Regions from separate parts of the Mus musculus genome. Here region 2 is linked to region 1. A link is a contact called in public HiCAR-type data. All regions are on one chromosome and are shown on one strand. Each heading gives the region's core, a stretch centred on a gene start, on an enhancer-like site or on the middle of the called end of the contact. The rest is flanking DNA. Distances are from core to core; before and after follow the strand shown. Region 1 overlaps Havcr2 (hepatitis A virus cellular receptor 2). Region 2 overlaps Timd2 (T cell immunoglobulin and mucin domain containing 2).

What was found. HiCAR-type assays count read pairs that join an accessible place to other places.
Region 2: a HiCAR-type map of Th17 cells shows a contact between it and region 1, with 8 times the contacts expected there. The contact joins two enhancer-like sites. A contact is called at or near these places in 1 of 15 datasets of contacts at CTCF or cohesin (CD8 T cells), 4 of 484 Hi-C or Micro-C datasets (Th1 cells, double positive thymocytes, embryonic stem cells and 1 more) and 2 of 115 datasets of contacts at active chromatin or transcription factors (CD8 T cells and Th17 cells).

The regions. Positions count from the first base shown.
Region 1 is chr11:46,459,768-46,467,012 of GRCm38.p6, reverse strand. Havcr2 (hepatitis A virus cellular receptor 2) reads right to left here. Exons shown (of 7, transcript NM_134250.2): 4 at 101-141. Among named protein-coding and RNA genes, the nearest start is that of Havcr2, 8.5 kb to the right of the region's middle. Within about 2 kb of position 4,807, at least 87 of the 459 cell types and tissues checked have an H3K27ac peak or open chromatin away from gene starts, as enhancers often do. A contact at or near this core is called in Th17 cells, where this site is marked.
Region 2 is chr11:46,663,744-46,670,988 of GRCm38.p6, reverse strand. Timd2 (T cell immunoglobulin and mucin domain containing 2) reads left to right here. Exons shown (of 9, transcript NM_001161355.1): 9 at 1-2,029. The coding sequence ends at 91. Among named protein-coding and RNA genes, the nearest start is that of Timd2, 31 kb to the left of the region's middle. Within about 2 kb of position 2,603, at least 6 of the 459 cell types and tissues checked have an H3K27ac peak or open chromatin away from gene starts, as enhancers often do. A contact at or near this core is called in Th17 cells, where this site is marked.

The sequences.
Region 1 (7,245 bases), core at 3,558-6,057:
TAGGAAGCCAAGAAGGGCAAAAGCTTTCCCACAAATGGGGAGGCATAGGAAAGGAAGCCTACACAAGCATGACGCAGCCATACACACAAAAGTTACTTACTGTTCCATTGTTATTATGGAGGGTCACCAGTGTCTGTGTCTCTGCCATGCACACACATACAAAGGGGAAAAAGTAGACAGTAGTTAACAATGCTTTTTAACTCCATATCAAAGAAAAAAGATTCAACACACCCGTGACCTTTTTAACAAGGTAAACACCATTACCTATTAGGTCTCAAACCCAGAGCAAAAGGCTGAGGTGCCTAGGCACCCGTTTCTCTCAGCATACCCTGCTTCTACACCAAACTCTCCATCCCAGGACCTGGGTTGCCCTTCCCCCATTGCTTCTTCCCTATATAATCCACCCATCTGGGCTACACCAGTAGTTTTTTTTTGTTTTTGTTTTTTTTGTTTTTTTACCCTTTTTACCTCCTGGCCTCTTGGTTCTCTGGTCTTCTGGCTCGCCCCTCTCCCCTTTCCTCACGTAGTCCAGCTCAGGGTCATGTTCACTCTAGACTCTCCCAAGATGTGTCTCTCCCTCTGGCTATGCTCTCCCTCATATCTACAATAAACCTTCTCCTGTACCAAACCTAGGAGCAGTCATAGCCTCCTTTTCTTTATTTTCATTCACCAGAGTATTTATACTGAATATGTCCTTGGTTTTGTCCAGAGGGCCTAGAGTGCTACAGCAACCTAATAACGTTGATAATGTTTAGTCATATTCTGATCACACTTTCAAAGACACAAAATTCTCAAAAAAAAATTTAACATTTATTCATTGGCAAGGTATTTAGTTGTTTCCAAATGGAAACAAAAGCTACAGTTCACCAGGAATCAGGCATTTTGCCAAACACTTTTTTTTTTTTTTGACTGTCCAGAAAAGGCTATTTGTTTTTTATTCAAGTAACTGCAAATAAGAAACCAGGGAGGAAGCCCCAGGCTGGGACAAATACTGGCCACCCCTCCCCCACAGAACAAGGGGAGGTGGCCCTACACCCTTTTCCCATCAAAGTGGGCCCCCATCCTCACTCTGCTGCAGCATCCACGGGGTGGGGCCCCATCTTCCTTAGTGTGGGGTAGGTAACCAGTCTGCTGCGCCCCAGCCCCCCTTCCCCTCGAGTGTATTGTGTGGGGGAGAGAATACATTGCCAAACACTTTTAATTGAACTTTCTCATTCAGTAAAAAGAACTAGCCTAAAAACACAAACTCAGGGAAAATGAATGACTGAGAGATTAATTTATCAGGACTGGGTGATAAATTGGTCATCAAAGAAATTGGGAAGGAAATTAACAAATTCCTCAAATTATAATATATTGCAATCTGCAGAATATTATGAATGCAGTTCACTGGGGAAGTTTATAGATATGTAAGGACCTACATTTAAAAATTCAAAGAAAACGCAAGTGATAACTTAATGATGTGACTCAAGGTCTTAGAAAAACAAGAACTATCAAACCCAAAAATAGTATCTGGAAGCAATAGACATTCGGGTAGAAAGTAATAAAATAGCAACAAAACTTCCAGCACAAAGAATCCATAGGAAGATACACCAAACTAGTTAACAAATTAGACAAACTAACCAAAAGGGAGAGAAAAGACCCAAGTACATGAGGAAATTAGAGATGAGAAGGGAGATATTACAACTGCTACAAATGGCATTCAGAAAATCATTATGACATACTCAAAAGACATATATTCCACTAAACTGAAAAATCTAAAAGAATGCATTGGTTTCTAAACACATGTGACCAACCAAAATTAAACGAATGGAATCTAAACCTCTCATGGACATTTATAATGAACAATAAAATTGAAGCCATAATCTTTAAAAAGTCTTCCAGCTAAATTGAGCCCAGATGTGTTCACTGCTAAATTCTACCAGACCTTTAAAAAATTAACTAACACCATGTTCCTTGGGTGAGTTACATGAACTATAAATGGAAGAAATGCTGCCAAACTCACTTTATAGAACCAATGTTGATTATCCTGATACCCAAACCAGCAAAGGACATAACTATAACAAAAGGCTAATCTTCCTGATGAAAACTAATGCAAAAGTAATTATTAATACAAAGCTGCAAACCTTCCAGGCTAGGCAGCCAGAGCAACACAGGGAAACCCTGCATCAAAAAAAAAAAAAAAAAAACCAACAACAATAATAACAGCAAACAAACAGCTTGCAAACCAAATTCAATAATTAAAAAAAAAAAAAGCTTGTTGTGTGATGAAAATGGCTTCATCATCAGAAGGGATGGTCCACCATTTGCAAATCAATAATTTAATCACTCACATAAATTGATTAAATGGGTTTACTGGACTTTTGTCTAAAATTGAGTGTAGTACATTGTGAGGATTGGAAGAAGCCCCTAGTGAATGTGTGCTGTTAACTTGGGTCTGGCCATGTCGAGGTCTCCATGGGAGTGGCAAAGCCTTCCCTGGATTGAGGTTCAAGGATGGCAAAACCTGCCTCGGGATTCAAGTTTGAATGTTGACAATGTGGCCAGAAAATGTCCATCATCCATCCCTACCTGATGTTCACAGCCGGGCGGCTGCTCCCTTCCAGAGCCTGCTAATGCTGAGATTAGCTGAAGCTGCCTCCTCGTGCAGCCATATGCAATAACCCCACCTCCCTGCTCAACTCTACATAAAACCATGCTGAGCATCCCAGTCGCTGAGGGTACACCATCCAAGAGTCCAGGCCACTCAGTCCCAGGGTCCCTGTGTGTCTGTGTTTCTCTGTTCTTCATTTCCTCACTGCTTTGATGAGGTCAAGTCCCTAGAGCTGTGCAAGGACATGGCAGGACATAGAGTCAAGGACAAAAATCAGCTGATCATTTCAGCAGACTCAGAAAGGGTCTGTGACAAGGTTCAACATGCCTTTAGGAAAAAAAAAAGATTGAGAAGAAAGCAGGACTTGAAGGAGCATACTTCAACATAGGGGCTGTGGAAGAAGATGCTCAGTTGCTAAGAGTAGCTGCCTAGCATACACAGAGGCCCTGGGTTTGATTGCTAGTATTGCATAAACTAAGCCTGAAAACTTATGCCTATGATCGGGCAACAGGATCAGCAGTCCAAGGTCATCACTGGCTACAAAGCAAGTTTGGAAGTAGTATGTGACTCTGTTTCCAAAAAACTTATTAAGAAGAAACACTACTCAATATAAAGTTTATAAACAACAACCCTACCACCAACATTATAATAAATGGAGGAAATTTTTTAAAAAGAACTTTCCACTAAAGTCAGGAACTAGACAGGAGTGTCTACTTTCTCCATTCTTATCCGACATAATTTTTGAACTCTTAGCACAATTAGAAAAGAGAGAGAAATAAACGCGATATCAATAGAAAACAGAGTCGAAGCATTTCTATTTATAGATAACACAATCGTGTATGTAAGACACACCAAAGACTGAAAACTCTTAGAGTTGATGCTTAGATACAAAATCAATACACAAAACTCAAAGCTTTCTTATATGCCGATAACAAATCCGATGAGAAAGAAATCAAGAAAACAATCCATTCACAATAGTTGCAACAAATAAAATTCTCTTGGTGTGCTGGCACACACCTTCAACCCCAGCATTTGGAAGGCAGAGGTAGGCAGATCTCCATGAGCTTGGGACCACCCTAATCTACACTGTGAGTTACAGGATGACCAGCGCTACATACTAAGACCTTGTCTTTCTAAAAACAAAGTCATGTAGGGGCTAGAGAGACGGCTCATTGGTTAGGGCCACTTATAGCTCTTACAGAGGACCTGGGTTTGGTTCCCAGCACCCACATGGTGGTTCGCAGTCTTTTACAACTTGTAGTCCAAAAGGATCTAGAATCCTCTTCTAGCTTCTGTTGGCACCAGACAGGCAAGTAGTGCACTTACAGATATGCCTGCAAAGCACTCACACGCATAACATAGATATAAATAAACAAATCTTTAAAAAAATATAAGATAAAAATACCTAGAAATAATACTTGCCAAGAAAATAAAAGAAAAAAAAGCTCTATAATTAACATTTTAAATAGAAGAAAACACCATAATGCAGAAAGATTTCTCATAGATGAGCAGAAGTAATATGAAAGTATCTATCTTACCAAAAACAGTGTACAGGTTCCACGTAATCCCCACCCCAAGTCCCATGACCAGTCTTCACAGCAATGGGACTCATCCCAAAACTCGAAGACCTCTGATAGAAAGCAATCCTGATCTCAGCTCATATACAGAGAGACCCAGCGACAAGCAGCATCAGACTAACACATACAGGTAGCGCAGCTGGATGGGGTGAAGGAGCTGGAAACAAAGTCACATGTCTGAAGACACCTGCCTTTTTTTTCTCTTCTTGACAAGCATACCCAATACATGCAATGGGACCATGGAGGGCGTGGGGGGGGGGCGGGTTGAGGGACAGCATCTTCAATGAAAGGAACTGGGAAAACTAGATTTCTGTATGTGAAATGTCAAACTTCTCACTCAGTGCAAAAGTCGCTTATATGCAATGAAGACAAAGGTGAGACTATATCCAGAAAGAAGCAGACTATCGAGCGAGGGCAGGGAGAAGACGAAGGGGATGAAGGATAGATATTGTCAGAATAGATGATATCCTTGAGTAAAAATATCTGCAGAGAACCTGTTCTACATATAATGAACAGACACTAATCAAATCTTTAAATAAAAATAAAATAAAAAGTAAAACCGCAACTGTTCTAAAGGGTAGAGACTTAGTCATTTGGACAAGGGAAGAAACTGAGATTGAGGCCACACCCTGCTGCATGAGTAAGAACAGCTTCCCATGTAGGCTCACACGGCTCCAAAGCCACAAGCTTAACTTCAGCATTCTCAAGAGCTTCACCCAGCAACGTCACCAACACGAAGAGAGTCACATAGCTCATCTGACAGCCACCATCTCTCCTTTGAGCTCATTTGTCTCCAGGTAGAGGGGACAGGGGCAAAAGCAAGATAAGGAGCAGGAGGGGGACACAGCATCAGGCACGCAAAGAGCTGTCAGCTGCCAGAAAACAAAAGCAACTCATTCCTTTTGCTGCTGGAGTCAGAGATTGTGAAAAGTCACGGTCACCTTTCAGACCCTTCAAACTCTAAACTTTTCAAGGCTTCCAGGAAATCTGAGTTTAATAGACTGTGGTCTAAACAGTACAAAGTCTGTCTTGGCTTAAAATTATTTATGAAGAAAAACAAACAAACATGTTCCAGCTTTGTTCTCATTACCTGAAAGCGATTTAAATCATAAAAACCGCAGGGGGAGTAGGTGGGACTTCAAAGTAAACAGGAGTCTTTCACCACATGCAATCTCTAAAGTGGAAATCCCACTTCTGCTTCCCCATCTTTATGACTCTTGGTCTCAGTGATGAGAATGAATTGTTCTCTGTCTCGTCTGTCTCTCTCTTCCTTTTTTGAGACAGTGACTCATGCAACCCAGGTTGCACTCAGACCCTCCCTATAGCCAGACTGACCTTCAACTCCTGATCCTCCTGAGTGCTGGGTTTACCAGCCTGCCTGCCCCACCACGCTTGATTTACGTGGTGCTGGGAATCAAACTCAGGGCTTGCATGTAAGCTAGACAAAGACTCTGCCAATTAAGCTAAACCTCCAGCTCTGGCTTCTTTACTCCTCACCCCTATTTTATTTTGCTACAAACATAAACAAAGATGTCTGTAACAATATTTATTATTCTGTTTTTCCTGGGGAACTCAAGACTGCACTAGAGTGTAAGCAGCAGGAAGGAGAAATGAAATGGTCATGAATGTACACAAATGTTGTAGGTACTGTCTACTTGGCACGTAGGTACCAGATGTGGTGCTTAGCACTGTTCATCCTTTTATGATTTGGTTTGATTTGGTTTTGTTGAGACAAGGTCTCTCTATGTCGCCCCAGATGTCCTGGAACTTGGTATGTAGATCAAGCTGGCATTGAACTCACAGAGATCTGCCTGCCCCTGCCTCCCGAGTGCTGGGATTAAAGGTGTGCGCCATCATACCTAGCCCTCATCTTAGTATTATGTAGATGTACCACTATTTTGCCATTTTTAGAAGAAGAAAAAACATTTTGTTTTATTTTATCTCAGTGTGTGTGTGTTTCATTTCTCCTTCCTGCTGTTTACACTCTAGTGCAGTCTTGGGTTCCCTGGGAAAAACAGAAATAAAAAGTAACGTTATAGTTATCTCTTGTTCATGTTTGTAGCAAAATGAAATGGGGGCGGGGAGTAAAGAAGTCAGGGCTGGAGGTTTAGCTTAGCTGGCAGAGGATGCGTTGGTGTCCATACAGAGGCCAGAGGACAATCTGTGGCAGTTCTCCACCATTTGGGGACTTGAGATCTAACTCAACCCTCATGGCAAGGGGCTATACCTGCTGCACTAACACAGCAACCCGGAAACAGGATGCTATGCTAGAGAGCTCTGCCCATGACATGGACTATGGATTAGAAAGCTGGGACTCAGAGAAGGCCTTCTCCAGAGCTAAAGACTCCCCTGGGATCCAGCCTTGGCTCCTTCAATAAGAGAAGAACACATTTGTTCTGTTTCCTGTGAGTTTAGGAAATTCCATTCTCACTTTTAAAGGTTCAACCCTCCTAATATTCAAATAGTGTATATGCTCACTTTTGCAGTAAGCAAAAAGTGTACATAGCTATCCAAATGATTTATCAGTCACTGGCAGAGTATAACATCTGTAAACAAGACTTTAAATGTCAATGAATTTCATTTTCCATTTCTTTTCTTATTTTTAGAATAAGACAGCCTTTCCTCTCCTGTTTATCTTCTGGGACAGCTTTCAGCCTCGTGCCCTATGAGAATTGCAGTTCCTCCTTATGCAACCTGCTAGAAAGGGCCCTGAATGACACCTAATCAACCCATTAACCCCAGATATAAGCAACATGCCTGCTCAGAGTAAATCAGAAAATAATGAAGACGATGCTGTGAGCCTTTCCTTTTAGACGCTTGTTTACTTAATATTTAACTAGAAGAGAACAATTTCTTATTAGGGTTTTTTTTTTAATTAAGTTTTATGTAAGGGCCAGCTAAATGGCTCCATGTATAAGGGTACTTGCCTGAGACCTGAGTCTGATCCCCTCATCCTATACAGTTCAAGGAAAAAGCAGGTACCTCCAAATTTTTCCCTTGCTGCTACATGCCATCCATGACACATGAGTGTACACGCGTGCGCACGTGCACACACACACACACACACACACACACACA
Region 2 (7,245 bases), core at 1,354-3,853, 210 kb before region 1:
AGCTTCCCCCAAAAAAGTGGTCGAACGGACCAGATGTGAAGACCAGGTCTACATTATTGAAGACACTCCTTACCCCGAAGAAGAGTCCTAGTGGCCCTCTGAGGCACCTTCTGCCTGAGATTAAAGAGACTGTCAGTGATATCACAGCGTCCAGAGCAATTTTCTGTGTTGGTTCTTCCAGCTGTAGTGGAGAGGGTAACCCTCTACTGTGTACACTCAACTCAAGTTTAACATCATCCTAATTCTTGTATCAGCACCGCCTCAGTGTCTCCATTCACTGCAGCGATTTTCTCAAATGTGAACATTTCAGAGGGTTGATTTTTTTTCTGAGTCAACACAATTACTGATAATACAGAAATAGTCTTGGTTATTTAAACCATTAAGAGAGAAATAATATTTAAAAGTTTAAAAAAATGTGTGGGTGGGAGGGAAGTTCTGAATTCAGAAGAATTTCATAATCATGTTTTATCTATTTTATCATACTTTGAAATGTCACTTCCCCCATCTTGCCCAAAGGGCTTCAATAATGAGAGCATGGAGGTTTTAAGGAAATCTAATGTCGCTTTTAGAGGTGGCAAATTTCTCATACTTCTGGAAATAAGATCATTTATTATGCCGTTGGTCTTAGGATAAGGGTGGGTGTTCATTATTAGGAGAGGTTATCATGGTGACTATGGACCAGGCACACATCAGGGGAAGAAAATAATGGATCAAGGGATTCAGTTCATTGGTGCTATTTCTACTCCACTTCTGTCTTGGTGCTTACTGTTCCTAAACTTACCCACTGAGCTCTGAATTAGGTGCTAGGAGGAGATAGTGAAGAAATGAAAGGGGAAGGAAAGGCAAGAGAGAAGGGCACAGGCTCTCTGCTGAGAGAAGCCTTATGGCAGGTGTGACAGTATTTGGGACTATCTACTTTTCATAATGAAGCAATTTGTCACAATCAATAAAATATTTGGTTTTGCTAAGAACTAACAAAAGTTGTTGCAGTTTGGTTGTTGAAAAGAGCAGATTGGCTAGAGTTTGTTAATGTCTATATCAGTCTGCATGATTCTTGACACCGGATCAGAGACATTCAACCCATAGCCAAGGAGAGCAGGGTGCTGGATCTTAGTACAGACTCCCAGTGCTGTACTATGGAGTTCTAGGAAATGAATGTGTGTCTGCTTCGGGTTTGTTTGGCTGTTTGGTTGATTGGTTGGGTGGTTGATTGGTGAGTAGGTTTTGGTTTGGTTTGGTTTGGTTTGGATTGGTTTTTAATATTTGCTTGTTTGTTTGTTTTTGTTTTTGAAAAGTCAGATAGTGAGTGGAAAGTTGCATTCTGTCTGGGTTTGCCAATGGAGCCTCCTTCATCTGCTGTAAAAATAATTATGCTTAAAGTACATTGTTTTATTTTTCTTAAATATGCAGCGATTATACATCAAAGAATGTTTTTAGCCATGACAGCCCTGATTTGTAGCTTCCCTAGAAATACTATGGATGGTGAAAGTACAGGAGTTATAGTCTACAGCTTGATTTTAAAAGAGGTTTTAAGAAGCTAAACCTATTGCATCTTAAGACCAGCCTCCATCTTAAAGAAAAAAAGCCTAGGAAAATGACCTACAGCTGAACTCATGCTACACCCAAGTGCCAGGAAGGACCCCATGTCCTTGGCCCATAACCCAGAGTTACTCCCTAGCTACTTCCTAGCAACAGTCAATCAAAGATTAGTCTGACTGTTTCAGATGTACTTTCCGACCATTTGTGATTGCCATGGTCTTGCTTCAGAGCATGCACCTGAGAGCTGACAGTACTCATTCTGTTAGATGCTCGTCAGACTAGACACCCCTCACTTGCTCCTATTCTACTGTAAAACTCTTTCCAAATGAGGGTTCAGAGTTGCTTCACCAAACCGTCCTATGCTTAGCAGTAAGGCCAAACTCCAGTGTAAAATAAAGAGACCCTAAGGGGATCGTATTGTTATTTGGCTCCTTGGTGGTCTTTTGAGGTTCATAAATGCTTCCAAGCACAATATTAGAAGTTAAACTTTTTCACATGTGTCTTATTCATTCTTCTTAATTTATCTTTGTGATTAGCTGGAGGGGAGTGTTGAAGTTGGGAAAATATCAAGGTCTCATCAAGTCCTATAGTTTGTCACTTTGGCCCTTCAGCTGAGTCATCTGGAGAGCTGAAAACTGTCCATGAGCCCACTAATTGCAGTCTCTGGTGTCCTAAGTGTTCAACTTCTCTGGATGATTTATGTGGTGGCTCAGACTAAAACCCACTGGCCTAAGGAGACTCAGAGGACAGAGGAGAGAATGCCTTCTTGATGTCTGAATAAATCCTCTGGAAGAACATAAAATGCACAAATTGGAATAGCACAATACCAACAATGGGCGAGGGCAGGTGTACAACCAAGTCGTGGTCAGGGCGTGAGGTCAGTGAGAGCAGGTCTGGCCCAGGTCTGGCCTCCAGGGAGGTAGTGTTGGGAACAGGAAGTCTGAGTGCTCCCATGCATCTGTGAGGCTCCCCAGGAAGCTGGTGCACAGCTGCTAGCTGACTCTGTCCCTGGGCCTTCAAAGAACTCAAAGATTCATCAAAAAAAAAAAAAAAGTAAAAGACAAAATCCCCACTGTGCTGTGGAGAGATGCTGGAAGGTGACCCCTATTCTGCACTGTATAACACAGATATGGGATGCCTGTCTTTACTAGTTTTGCACATGCAGGAGCCTAAAAATACTTCGATGACAATTCAGTCATAATTTTAGCATATTTTGTTTTTTAAGAATAGTTTTATGCTCATAGCAAAACTAAGTGGGAGGTACAGAGATTTCTTTTTCACAAAACCACCTTCCCCAACCTACACAAGCATACACACGTGCTGACTGAAACAGAGAATGAGATAGAGCAAGAGAGAGAGAGAAGGGGGGCTGGGAGAGGGGGAGGAGGGGAAGAGGGAGAGGCCTTGCCAGCATCAGCAATCCCCATCACTGTGGCACTGATGAACCAATCCTGGCACAATTGGCCACTGAACTGAAGTTCATAGTCTCTTTCTCTTGCTTCTGTGCATCCTGAGATAATACATTTGACAAATGTATTATGACATATACTCACTAATATTGCTTCATAGATAATAGTGTGACAGACCAGAAAATAGCTCCCAAAGTGCCACATTCCCAGGCTTTACAATGAACAATAGATCCCTCCAGAATCTGTTTCACCCATTGGCATAGCCTCAGAGGCACCAAACTCTAGTCTCATTGATAATTGATGACATATGTCCTGACTCTGAGGGTACTTGTGTCATCCAGTTATCCCTCCCTTTCCTAAATCTCAACTATAATTTGTTTCTTTGTGGTTCTTGTTTGATTTTTTTATTTTATTTATTTATTTATTTATTTATTTATTTATTTTTCTTTTTTGGTTTTTTGAGACAGGGTTTCTCTGTGTAGCCCTGGCTTTCCTGGAACTCACTTTGTAGACCAGGCTGGCCTTGAACTCAGAAATCTACCTGCCTCTGCCTCCCGAATGCTGGGATTAAAGGCGTGTGCCATCATGCCCGGCTTTTGTTTGATTTTTTTAAAAATTTTACTTATATGTATGTGTGCCTGCCCAGGGAGACCAAAAATTAGTGTTCAATTCCCTGGAACCAGAAATACAGACAGCTATGAATCACCTCACATGAGTACTGGGAATAGAACTAGTGTCTTCTGTAAGAATAGCAATGGCCCTAACAGCTGAGTCATCTCAACAGCTGGGGTTTTACTTTTTTGAGATAGATTATTCCTGTACAGTAGATGAGCCTCTTATTTGAGGTCCTTCTGCCTCAGTACCTTGAGTGCAGAGATAATGTGTGCATGACCATGGCCAGCACAGCTCCAGAATTTATAGATAAGTACCATTTATTTCATTGGAGTCATTTAGTTGGAGTATACTAAACCTTATTGATTCATTGCTATAGGAGACAGTTTGGAAGTTTCCAACTCTGGAAACTAAACTATCTGGTGTGAATATTCATGTGCAGAGACATTGTGCATATATCAGATGAGTTTTCAACTGATTTAGGTATCCAGAGTGTAGGGACTTCCAGGTGAGAAGGGAGATTAGAGACTGCCTCTCTGTGAGCCTGGAAAGAAGTTGATTAGAATAAGAAAATACAGGCTGCTTCTCAAGGAAGGAATACAGAGCTTCAGAGATGCAGCAGGGAATGAAAGGGTCCCTGAAAGGGGGAAGAGAGGGGCACTTGATGCAGAGAAGTGAGCAGAAGCCTGGGTCTCATCCCTGCAGTTTCCCAGGAAGCAGAGGGGGAAGAAACAGTTTCCAAAGGTGAGCAGGAGCAGAGATGGGCAGTCCTACCACAGGACAGGCCCACAGCCCTCACAAGCCCTGAACCCAGCTGTGGGTTTGATTGAGCTGAATCCTCTGGCTGATGAGTCATCAGGAGGGAAGAATCCCATTTTCCTACTTGTAACTCAAAGGCCTCACACAGAAGCCATTTTGAAACAAGGCCTCAGTATAGTCTTTCAGTCTTCACTGAGGAAAGGCCCAGAGATACAGCTTTGGGAAGGATGCAGACCAGGCACTAGGTGGAACAGACAGCAGGAGGCTGGGTTCAGACTGAGCACACAGAGGGAGAGAGTCTAGCCTTGCCTTCAGAGTCAGGACAGACCTCAACAACTATCAGTAAGACTGGAGGTTGTACCTCTGTGCCTGAGCCAGTAGGTGGAGCCAAATCTGGAGATATCATTGCTCATTGTTGTAAAGCCTGGGAATTTGGAACTCAGAGGTTATGCGTGATAACCATACTGAGTGGCTCTCTAACATAGACTCCAGCTTTTCAATATAGAAAATTCATTCTGAGGAGATGGGAGTTTGGGAAATTGGGAGAGAAGATGGCTGAAAGCAATGGTGTTCACAGCAAAGAGAAGCAGAACTAGAGATTCAGTGGTGGTGACAGGTCTGGAAGTGTGGCAGGGGGACAAAGGAGTATGTCCCTGCAGAGCAGAGTGGGCTCCTGGGATGCCAGGAGGCTCAGGCCACCACTGTGCCATCTTTCCCCTAGCAATATCTGTGGCCACTGCTCTACCCACTGACCCTGCCAGCAGCATGCAGCCACTGCTGTTGCTGCTGCCCCTCAAGCTGCTCACCCTGCTGGGGAGGGGAAACCTTCCATCCAGGAGCTGCCTATGTGCCACAAACACGTTTTAGCCTGAGATATCAGTTGGACAGTGGCCATGAAGAACAAGATTGTATGTAGCAGCCTGGAGCTTGTGTAGGTCCTGCCCCTGGAAACCACAGGATCACCCTGACTCTGAGCAACAAGACATCTGAGACGAAGAATGCTTGATTTCTGGGTTAAGTCTCCTAGAAAGACCTCCGAGATCCATGCTACACCGCGTTGATGTCCATCACCTCCTGAAACCACAAAGTCCTGATCTGTGCTGCCTCTGCTGCTATGTGCAGGGAAACTAATTTTGCAGTGGGATAGATGACTGCAGACTGGTAACTGAGAATGGGAGACAGGGAATGTTTCTGACAACCTTCCCCACCCCCAACAAGATACAGGCCAGATGTGAAGCTACTGAAAAAAGGCCTTAAACATTGTAACAGAGATGCTGAAGTGTAGGTACTAAGCACTGATGGCTTCCGGGGGTACAGGAGGATTTTAGGTTCTTTAGGGATGGCCACTGAGGGGAGTTTGACCATGCTCCAATCTCCAATGACTATGCGGCAACACAAATTGGACTTTGTGTTCTCCCCCTCCCCTTCCCTTCTTTTCCCTTCCCTCTGCTTTCTCTTGGCCCTCCTACTTCTGTGCATTTGTTCATCAAATCTGTAGTTGGGTCCTCTTTCTTCATCTTTGGTAGTCATCTCCTAGTTTTTCATTTACTGCCATCCCTTTCTTGACATAATCTCCTTCTTCTTTGGGGACCCTACCCCATATCTATTAGATCCAGAGCTCTGCAGAGATTCAGGTCTAGGTGTGAACTACTGGTTGGAATTTTCTTGTTGTTTTGTTTTTTTTTTCCATCTGGATTTTTCACAGGCAGCTGCAGCCTTCTGTTCAGATGTGAACTTAGCATCTTTTAGTCATAAACTCCAGAACTTCTTCTAGCTAATGGATTCTATGAAACTCAGACAGTTGATTGACTGTCACTGCTTTTGAATTCCATATTATGGTCGATTATTGCAGGAGAGACAAGGCAGGGACTTAGAAGTGGCTGATAATGTCATATCCACAGTCAAATGAAAAAAGAAATGAATGGACCCATGCTACCTGCTACTTTGCTCTCAGCCAGCTCCCTCCACATTCATATGGCCCCCTGTTCTGGAAATCATGCAGTCCACAGTGGCCAGGGTCAAGTAACAAGGAAAAATATCTCAATGGATACACTTCTGGCCAAGGCCAGTCAGTTCTAGTCAATGCTCTCAATTGTGACTTCCTCATGTGATTCTGGGTTGTATAGGGTATAGAAGCACAGGTGGGAGTTTGGAACTGAGATAGAAGGAATGACCATCCATACTGCCCACTCGGGGGTAATCCATCCCATTAACAACCACCAAACCCAGACACTATTGCATATGCCAGAAAGATTTTGCTGACAGGACCCTGATATAGCTGTCTCTTGTGAGGCTATGCCAGTGCCTGGCAAATACAGAAGTGGATGCTCCCAGTCATCTATGGGATGGAACACAGGGCCCCCCAATGGAGGAGCTAGAGAAAGTACCCAAGGAGCTGAAGGGGTCTGCAACCCTATTGGTGGAACAATAATATAAACTAACCAGTACCCCCGGAGCTCGTGTCTCTAGCTGCATATGTAGCAGAGGATGGCCGAGTCAGCCATCAATGGGAGGAGAGGCCCTTGGTCTTGTGAAGGTTATATGCCCCAGTATAGGGGAATGCCAGAGCCAGGAAGCAGGAGTGGGTGGGTTGGGGAGCTGGGCAGTGGGAGGGTATAGGGGACTTTCAGGATAGCATTTGAAATGTAAATGAAGAAAATATCTAATAAAAAAATTGATTTTGAAAACAAAACAAAACAAAAAGCACAGGTGGAGATTGCTACCAGGCTGTTATCACAGAGCCTCATCTCACCATGTTCAGGATAGTAAATTTAGCTTTCCCATGAACCAAATGACCATTTTGAGTTGCATTGTCACTTAACACTTCCTTTTGTCTCACTTGTCACTTCCAAGGGTGGCATATAAATGCAAAGTTGTAGGAAGAGCCCCCTGCTCCCTGACTTCATGCATGAGTACAGAATCAGCT